Linked DNA regions of Drosophila melanogaster: region 2 is linked to region 1. A link is a contact called in public Hi-C data. All regions are on one chromosome and are shown on one strand. The core of a region is the stretch at or near the end of the contact, and the rest is flanking DNA. Distances in the headings are between cores, read along the strand shown.

Region 1 (4,536 bases), core at 867-3,366:
GTCCCATCTAATTGCTTCACATTCCCCGCATTGTTTCATCCCAGAAATAGCTCCATCGAATTCATTGGATACGTACATATGTACGTACAATTTTATTTATGCCGCATTAAAATGCCAAAGACAATAAATCCATTACGAAATCATGTGAACAATTAAAATTGCATAATAAATACGATAAATACTGATGGCAAATACCTGGAAATCCTAATTAACTGCAAAATATCACAATTCAGCTTAGACACTACGCAGACGATGGCAACTAAACGCTAATTAAATGTACAAGGCACCGATTCCAAGCCAAACGGGAGCACATGCACCCGTCTGCACTTGATAGTTTTAAATGGACGAGCTGGTTCCTAATATGTCCGAGATGCTGAAGCTGCTGCGCTTCGGCTTGGCCATCGTCGGATCGCTGGATGACGAAGCAGGGGCAGTAGCAGTGGCTGGCACAGGCGGAGATGGAGGCGGAGGAGCAGCCGGTGCGGTTCCAACCACATCTACAAAGGTGTCGGCATCGGCATCTGCCTCTCGGTCGGCAGCAGATTCGCCGCTCGTCGAGCCCGCCGAGGAGGACGAGACAGAGGAGGCCGGCGATGGCGGTGTGTAAGCCCAACTTGGATAAGCACCACCGATGTGCCTGGCATACTCGATGGCCGGCGGCGGTGGCGCTGGCACATAGAAATTGGCCTCCAGAGCATCCAGCAGATAGTGACGCTGCATAGGAACACTGTGATGACTCTGGTGATGATGGTGCTGGGGAAATTCCTCCACGAGTCGCAACCGTTTGGCTAACGGCGATGTCACCGGGCTTCGATCCACCTGGTTTGCCTCGGGCTGCGTTGGCGGTGGCGAGTCATTGATCTTCCGTTTGCATCTCGACTGACCCGACTCACGGAATCCCTTGGCAAAGGGATTGTTGTCGATCTTCAGCTTGGTTATGCGGTCATTCTGCAAATGCAAACAAGAGGATTAGCTATCACGTGCCATATTTAGACTGCGATATAGCACCACGCACCTGATAAGCTGTTACGGCTATAAACTCCGTCTCCGGAAAGATAAAGGCCTGTTGGGGGGCCCAGGGAATCTGGCCGAGATCAGAGGTTCGTATGACGTGCAGACGCGGCTGATACTTGTGCATGCTGGCCAAGACGATCTGGAGAGACAGAAAAATACACGGTTAGTTTGAGGATATACAAAGATACATATATTTCTACTCAAGAACAAAAGATCAAATTTGTTTATGTAATATTCTTGACAAAGTTTACTTACATGACCATTGTTATCCAGCGTATTATTCGTCAATTTCACTTTGCTGAAGAGCAGAGCCTGGGATTGCCAGTGTTTTCCCGTGGCTGGACTCTCCGGATGCAGATACATGCGCTGCGGGCTCTGGGGCTCGGCTCCTCCGGCCGGCACCCACTGGGATCCAGAGAACTTATAGCGACAATCGCCAATGGGCACCATCTCGAGGAGCACGCAATAGCTGGCCTCCTCCTCCAGTCCACTGAGGGAAACCCGCATCGAAGGGAACATGCGTCTGAAAGGGATGGAGGCGTTGGTTAATGGATGTTAGTGACACGTTTGCGCCGTAAGATTTAAGAGTAAGCAGAAGGCTTATCAATGGGAGATAAGCTGATGGGGGCGAGCAAATAGTTGACTTTAAAATGGTACCAACCTGCCGCACTTGGTGATGATCATCTCGGTGCCGATGCTGTGGAACTGCTGCCAGAGTTCGTTATTCTCCAGCTTGGCCTCCACATCGCCGGGCAAAGTGGGTTGCGGCGGTGGCGGCGGTGGCATAAAGTGTCCGGCAAAGTTGGGTAGCAGGCCGCATAGGGGATCTGTGGTAGACACTTTGGGTTAGCCGACGGCAAATCACAAGCGCAGGGAGTGCTCCACTTACCGGGTAAACGTTGCATAATCTGCTGGCGGTATATCTCCTGGGCGATCTGCTGCTGCAATCGCAGATCGGCGATGTTGGGCAAGGTCAACATATTTGGGGTCTTCGTGGAGCTATGTGCGTAATCTATTATTTTTGTGATACGTTGATATTATTCCGTGGGCAATCGACGTCTGGAACACGAACTGATCGCTTTGCTGTCCAGATTGAGACTGTCTCTCGGAATCTCAGAGCGGGCACTACTTCAGTTCTGCCAGAATCCGGTCGGTTGGGTTCCTCCCGCTCACTTCGCTCTTCACTCTGCCGATCCGATCCGATCCGATCCCTATCCTCAGGTAGTTGCCTAACCTGTTCTCATGCTCAAGTGGCTTGCCACTCACCCGCTCTCTCGCTTCCACTTCCAGTGCGTCAGGCCATGTGTGTATGTTTATCTCTTTGCCATTGGTCGCTTATCAGCGAGCGTTACGCCGTCCCGCTTGCACTCGCTGCGCCAGATGGAACGCCATTTTCGTAACGCCGCGTGGAGCGGTTCTGGTGACCTCCTCTCACGGAACTGGGGGGCACGGCACCCATCTTGCTGCTGATAGCGTTACGTGGAAAGGGAACGGCAATGGGGAATGGGGCTTTTCTTCGTGGAATCGGGGGAGCGCTCTTTGAAGTCGCCTAATCGTTTGTAATATTTATGGAACTGGAAAACGTTTTGGATATGGGCCAACCAATAATGTTCGGCGAGATTACATTGTCCCAGAAATGGGAAGCTGTAATTTCGGAGGCACGAGAAAAACATTAGGCGTATAGAATTAGAGGAGGAATTTCCAAAATACTTTGTAGAAATAAATTTATTCATCGTTCTTTTCAATTTTGTTAATGTTAAAAACAATAAACAGATTGGAAAATCTTCGTTAACTCTCTGTTAACTATCAGTGTTTACAGTCTGAGTTGAATTGCCACAATTCAATAGATAAAAAACAAAAATATTATCAAACAAAGTACTTTTATAACATTGCATTATCATTATAACAAAAATATAAAAAAAAATATACGAGCATTTTGTTTTATGTCGGCATTTTACTATTCATCAATGTGATAATGAAGCCAAATCTAGGCAAATAAAATAAAGGTGTGAAAATCAAGTAATTTATATTTACTCTTTGTTAAAAGTGGTATTTATTAGACAAGAATATTTAAAGAGATACTATACAAAAAGATTTAAAATTTAGGTTAAGAATTTTAGTACTGCACTATTATTATTATTATTATTATTATTTTCCCACAGCTTATCCTTCAAATCGAATGACTTCTAAAGTATCTTCTAGGTTATTTAACATTTTGATCATCGGCATATCATCTTGAGACAGCACTTGAGTGTCAAACCTTTGATAACCAGTTCATAGATCTATCTATTCCACCGTCATGATCGGAACCCATATGTTCGGTTGCATTTAACTTATCTGCAATCTGCCGTGCATCTTGTAGATGCAGCGAAATATCGCCGCTACCGTTGCGAAGGAGAATCTCGAAAGAGATCCGCCCCGTGATAAGTCCGGCTAATCAGACCTTTAAATGGTACTTTGTACTCGATGCTGGGCCACAACAAATTGCGGCAGCCGGGAGCGGCCATCAAATCAAACTGGCGCCAAGACACTGTCGCCTTCGAGCCACTTGAGCATCGTAGTAGGACGGGATGGAAAAGGGATACGTCTAACGGATCAGCCACTTGTTGCCACTTGTCCTGCATTTCGGGTGCCGGTGCCGTTGGCAGGGCGACACTGGCGGCACAAACTCACAGGCGAGTCATAAAAATCATCACACTTTGTCCCCGAGCTGATGCCTCCTCAACGACGGGAACAACCGTGGAACAAAAGCGAGAGCCTCGATGATGCGAGGATGCCAGTTTCAGTTTTATGGCCTGGCTGTGCGACGACCGCCGACTGTTTGTGTGTCTCTCTGCAGTTTCCAAAATTATTGTTATGATTATTGCCTGTTTGTGGGTCTGCTCTACAATTTGTTTGCTATTGTCTGGTCTGCTGGATGTTGGAGACAAAAGCGGGCCGACAAAACCGCAAAAGGACATCGCTTGGGGGTATTAAAATGGGAACCGGAACGGAACGGAACCCATAAAGATCCCTAACGATCGATGACCAGGATAAAAATCTCAAATTACCTCCGGGAATGCAGATTTAGTGCGGGGATAAATACACCAGTCTGATATTTACAAAAAAAAAGGACCATATCTTGCTTACTATTTTTAATATATTTATGTTTAGTTATTCAATCATTTTTGCCCATAAAATTACCTAAAATGACTTTTCAATCATTTCTAAAATATCATTGATTCTAAATCGTATACGTATCTTGGATCATCTGGGGACATTTGAGGATCCTACCTTAATCCCTGCTCGCATTTCCATTACCCGTCTCCGGTCATTAGTCATTCGGCAGGCAGATATGCAATTTCCGGTAATTCGTAACTCGACTAGCTTTGCATAAACTCTCAACCATATTTCCGCTTATTCACCAGTCCGGTCTAAGTGCCTCTGACCCGATCCCGATCCCGATCGCGATCCTGAGGACAACGACGACGACGACCCTCGACGAGTGTGACTCAGGCAATTAGCGGAGGAAGTGAGTCGAGG
Region 2 (4,536 bases), core at 1,464-3,963, 340 kb before region 1:
ATCGCGTTTTGCGTGAGCGTACCTTAAACATGGAAATTATTGTGAACAACAAGACGCTGGAGAACGGAACCCGTGTCATTCAGCTGGAGACTGCTGTGGGTGCGGCCATGAAGTGCTTTGATGGCGCCATCGGCATCAATGTGCCGCGTTCCCGTTTCTTGCCCGTGAAGAAATCTTCAGATCTGCTGCTGGTCATGTCAAATTTATATACGCTTAAGAACGGCAGCCTGGTAATGTCGCCACAGCGAATGTTCCCTACCACGCCGCTCGTCAAGCTGGGAGAGAACCACTTCTCGAAGGTCAAGGAGTTCCTGGGTCGCTTTGCCAACATCCCGGACATCATTGAGCTGGATCACTTGACCGTGAGCGGAGATGTGACTTTCGGTCGTGGCGTTTCTTTGCGCGTAAGTTTGAATAATATTGAATGGTATTTTAAATACGCTAATAACATGTCTTAACTTGATTCTGCAGGGCACTGTGATCATCATTGCTAACCATGGCGATCGTATCGATATCCCAGCTGGAGCCATTCTGGAGAACAAGATTGTATCTGGCAATATGCGCATCTTGGACCACTAAATCAAATCCTGTACAATTGGATATCGTCTCACTAACTGTAGTCTAATTGTCTAAGTTTTATGTAGTAGCCATGTTCGCGTTTCAAATTTCCAATAACGAATTTCATTTAGCCAATTGTTGTAAGCACAAAGTGTGTCATCTGTATATATCGTTAAGTAGAAATCAGTCAGGGTTTTTAATCAAAATCGAATTGCAATATGTTTTCAAAAATGTTAGTTGTAGTCGTTCAAATGAGATATAAAAGATAGCAGCTGTTGAAACTCAATAAAGGCATGTTTATTTCTATAAATACGAAGGAGATTGTCACCTATTGGATGTGAGATATTTGTGATGCTTAACATTAGGTCTTAAATTAATATCACTTTGAAAAATGGCACAGGAATGGCACTAGCCAAGTTTCATTCCCCTTGCTTTCAGTTTTCTATGACTTTTCTAAATCGTCAATTAGACTATAGTTCTTGCTTATATGACCAAGTTTTATGCCCTGTTTGATTAGTTCTAATGCTATCTTTTTATTGCTACTCGATGGACCAATAAAGGCCACGACTAGTTCATCTGCATCTTTTGGAGGTTCACAGCTGTGATCCCAACCTCTGGCCTCGTAGATGTTTTCGTCCCCAGCCGCAACGAAATTATAGTTAATATCCTTATATCCATTGCTCTCGATGTGCCAATTTTGCAGAAGGCGCACTCGAAAAGTGCACTCGGCTTGAGTGAAACATGATGGCGTGTTGGTTGCCACAAATCTCACGCTCTCAATTGGCAGCTTCAAAGGAGTAAGTGGCACTATAGGTGGCTGGGCCAACCAATAGGGTCGGGTAACGATCTTTACAGTCTCATTGCTTAGGAGTCGCACTGAAAATAAATTTTGAAAATAAATATATTCTCGTATTTTTTTCTTTCAACTGCATTACATGATGTTGGATCCTGCGTGAATCGGGGCCAATTTTGCATCAGCTCGAAAAGCTTCTGGCCAGGACTTTCGGTGGGGCTTAATTGTCGATGGGCATATATATGATAATCCGGTTGCAATCTATGGAGACGTACGCCCTCGTCCATCAGTCGCTTGGCTGCTTCGATTTGTCGAGCTGGTGGCTCCATATTCACAAAAGTTCCGATAAAGGCTATGCTAACGGAGATGGCACCATATCCATTCACATGCTGACCCTGGATGTGCCAGCCGCGTCCTACGTATATTTGACCATCGCCGCCCACCAAAAAGTTATAGCCAATGTCGACCCAACCAAAAGATTTCATATGGAACGCCTGAATGGTCTTCATGCGGTATATGCAAACATCCTGGGCGAGATAGAAATAAGATTTATGCATAAGTAAACAGTCTTTTAACCGCTAACTTTTAGAAAAGTTTAATTAACTCGAAATAGTGCTGAAGAATGGGGGTTTTTTACCGAAAAGTATGTCGATCTATAGACTCAAAGCGGGGGTTTTTTTTTATGGCAAGCTATTGAATTATAATATCGGTTTTACGAGGCTTTCTAGGAAAAGTTTTGGGTTGATTATTTATATAAATTTTTGTAGATAAGAAAAGAACAACTGGTTACAATAAAGCCTTTTCATGAATCCTAAGTAATTGCCGCAGTAAGCTAAGTAAAACAAACTGGTTTCAAGTTAGCTTTAAAGCAATTCTATATCACTTTGATATTAACAATTTAAAATTCCCAAAGTAAGACTTACCTCTTGTTCGCATCCTTCGGTTGCCGTGTGATGAATGATAATATTGGAGACGGGAAGCTTAAGGTGCGGGTACTTCCCACTGGGTGGTTCCCCCAGCCATTCGCTGCGATCGAGTATGTGTAGGCCCTTGTTCGGCGAATGTGTGGAGAAGGCTAAACCAGGTTAACAATTGGTTATTGGTTATTAAATTGTATTCAATCTACGATTCGCTTTAATGACTCACACATCATCCACATGAAATAGCCAGCTGCTAAACCCACAACCATTAGAAGAATCACACAGAAATAGAGAAGCTCGAAGCGAAATCTTTTCTCGTTATTTATCGGTTTTCCTGGGTGAGTAACTACCACTGTTTTCGGCATCTTGAGATGTTTTCACTATATCGCACTACCCACAACCGCGATCGATCCTCGCACGACGAACGTCCGATGCCAACTGAAGTGAGTACGCACCCGATCTCAAGTCCGGTTGTTGTTTATTTCTGTTGACGGCTCCGAAAAATCCCCGGACATTTGAAAACCTAAAGCGACTGCGCAGTTCATAAGCTTGTTGATAAGAGATATTCATACCTATAAATAAATATATGTATGTATAACTAAAGAAAGCTTTTTAAAGCTTAATATAGGGTGCCATTTTTGCAACAGGGTGCGCGATCTCTGAACGCCGCCCACTTGAGATTAGAAAGAGATATTTGATGGTAGTGAGCAGTCCAAGAAATGGGAATCCCATTTTGTCAAGGGGGCGTATACTTACTCTTAGCGTTTTTGAAAGAAGCTAGCTCATCTTTGGACCGAAGTTATGATGTTTTCCGGTTTCTTGGAATGAGTGACCGACTACAGTTAGCGGCTGCGATTTGATCAACTGACCCAAAAAGAGTTCTTCACGATTATTATTCTGTTTTTATTTTGTCATAAATAGAACGCAGATAGATCGTGATAAGTAGAAAAAGAAAGCGAATTTAGCAAACATTTCTTTAACAGACAAACTAAAACTTAGGTAAAATGGAGCCTATACAACCTCCGGATAAAATATTTGCCAGATATAAGATATCCCAGCCAAACTGAACTCCAGACCAACTAACCTCCGGATAGTAAATGTCTGGTAAAACAAAACCCAGCCACAAAAACCCCCAGGCAAACTTACCTCCTGCTATAATAACCACTAGACGATCTAACCTTCAGATGAAATAACCCCAAGCCAAACTAACCTCGGGTTAAATGAACCTCCAGGTAATACACTCCCCCAGTCAAACCCCCTAACAAACGAGCCTCCGGATAAAATAACCCCCGATAAAGTAACGCCCAGGAAAGCTAAGCCCCTGGCAAACTAACCTCTGGATAAAACAACCCCAGGCAACCTAACCTCCGGATAAAAACGGATAAAATGATTCCCGGATAAATAAACCTCCGGATAAAACAACCGCAGGCAAACTAACGTCCGGATAAAACAACCTCCAGGCAAACTAACCTCCGTATAAAATAATAATTATAATATAATAATATAATAATTTTAAGATAGTCGCGAAAGAAATTAAAAATTCCAATAATCGGGGAAGCCCCATAACTCGCAGGTGGAAGAATGCGTAGAAAAGCCAAGCCATATTACAACTTTTCCGGTTTCAGGCAGTTCCAGACAGCACCTCTACAGAAATTCCCCGATTCCAGTTATCAGCTAGTTCTTGATCCCCATACATGATTGAAATTCATCAAGTAAATCATTTTGTTTTATTTAATATCACATTTTCTTTTTAAACGAATCGTTACTCTAGCTAAATCGAATATGCCACACATTAATGGGAGAACACCTATGATACAAAATCAATACGAAAATAAATGATAGTATTGCAAAATATCGAAATAGCTCTTAACCTATTCACGACCAATGAGTCCAGTTGGCGAAGCTTGCGTAGAGCGCATCCGCCTTAAAATCGGTTACACTTGGCATCAATTTACTGCTCGCCGTAAATCGGTAGCTTGGTGCAATCTTGCCCAGCTTTACGCCACGCTCCAGCAAAAGACGAGTAACACTTAGTTGCTTGGCCGACGGCTGGATGGTCTTAAACGATCCGATATAGGCGAAGCTAAGACTCTGCGAGTCATAGTTTATATTGTTCATGTGGGCACCCATTTTATTCCAGCCCCGTCCCACATATACATTTCCATCTCCGCCAATCAGAAAGTTGTACGCAATATCACACTTCTGCGACGATTCTATATCGTAGGTCTGCAGCAGACGAACTCGGAGCACACAGATCGCCTGTGT

Evidence for each region. A called contact is a pair of places that touch in the nucleus more often than the background predicts.
Region 2: a Hi-C map of the Kc167 cell line shows a contact between it and region 1, with 2.9 times the contacts expected there. A contact is called at or near these places in 14 of 107 Hi-C or Micro-C datasets (the Kc167 cell line, the ML-DmBG3-c2 cell line, the PNm cell line and 7 more) and 2 of 7 datasets of targeted methods (both in the Kc167 cell line).

The regions. Positions count from the first base shown.
Region 1 is chr3L:9,002,776-9,007,311 of dm6, reverse strand. Doc3 (Dorsocross3) reads right to left here and starts at 2,116. Exons shown (of 5, transcript NM_140023.3): 1 at 1,904-2,116; 2 at 1,676-1,841; 3 at 1,270-1,537; 4 at 1,016-1,153; 5 at 63-948. The coding sequence starts at 1,994. The coding sequence ends at 337.
Region 2 is chr3L:9,347,786-9,352,321 of dm6, reverse strand. It overlaps PGRP-LF (Peptidoglycan recognition protein LF), which reads right to left and starts at 2,713. Exons shown (of 4, transcript NM_140042.3): 1 at 2,498-2,713; 2 at 2,275-2,426; 3 at 1,494-1,878; 4 at 833-1,434. The coding sequence starts at 2,636. The coding sequence ends at 1,001. It overlaps PGRP-LC (Peptidoglycan recognition protein LC), which reads right to left. Exons shown (of 6, transcript NM_206308.4): 6 at 3,986-4,536. UGP (UDP-glucose pyrophosphorylase) reads left to right here. Exons shown (of 9, transcript NM_168325.4): 8 at 1-404; 9 at 472-842. The coding sequence ends at 579.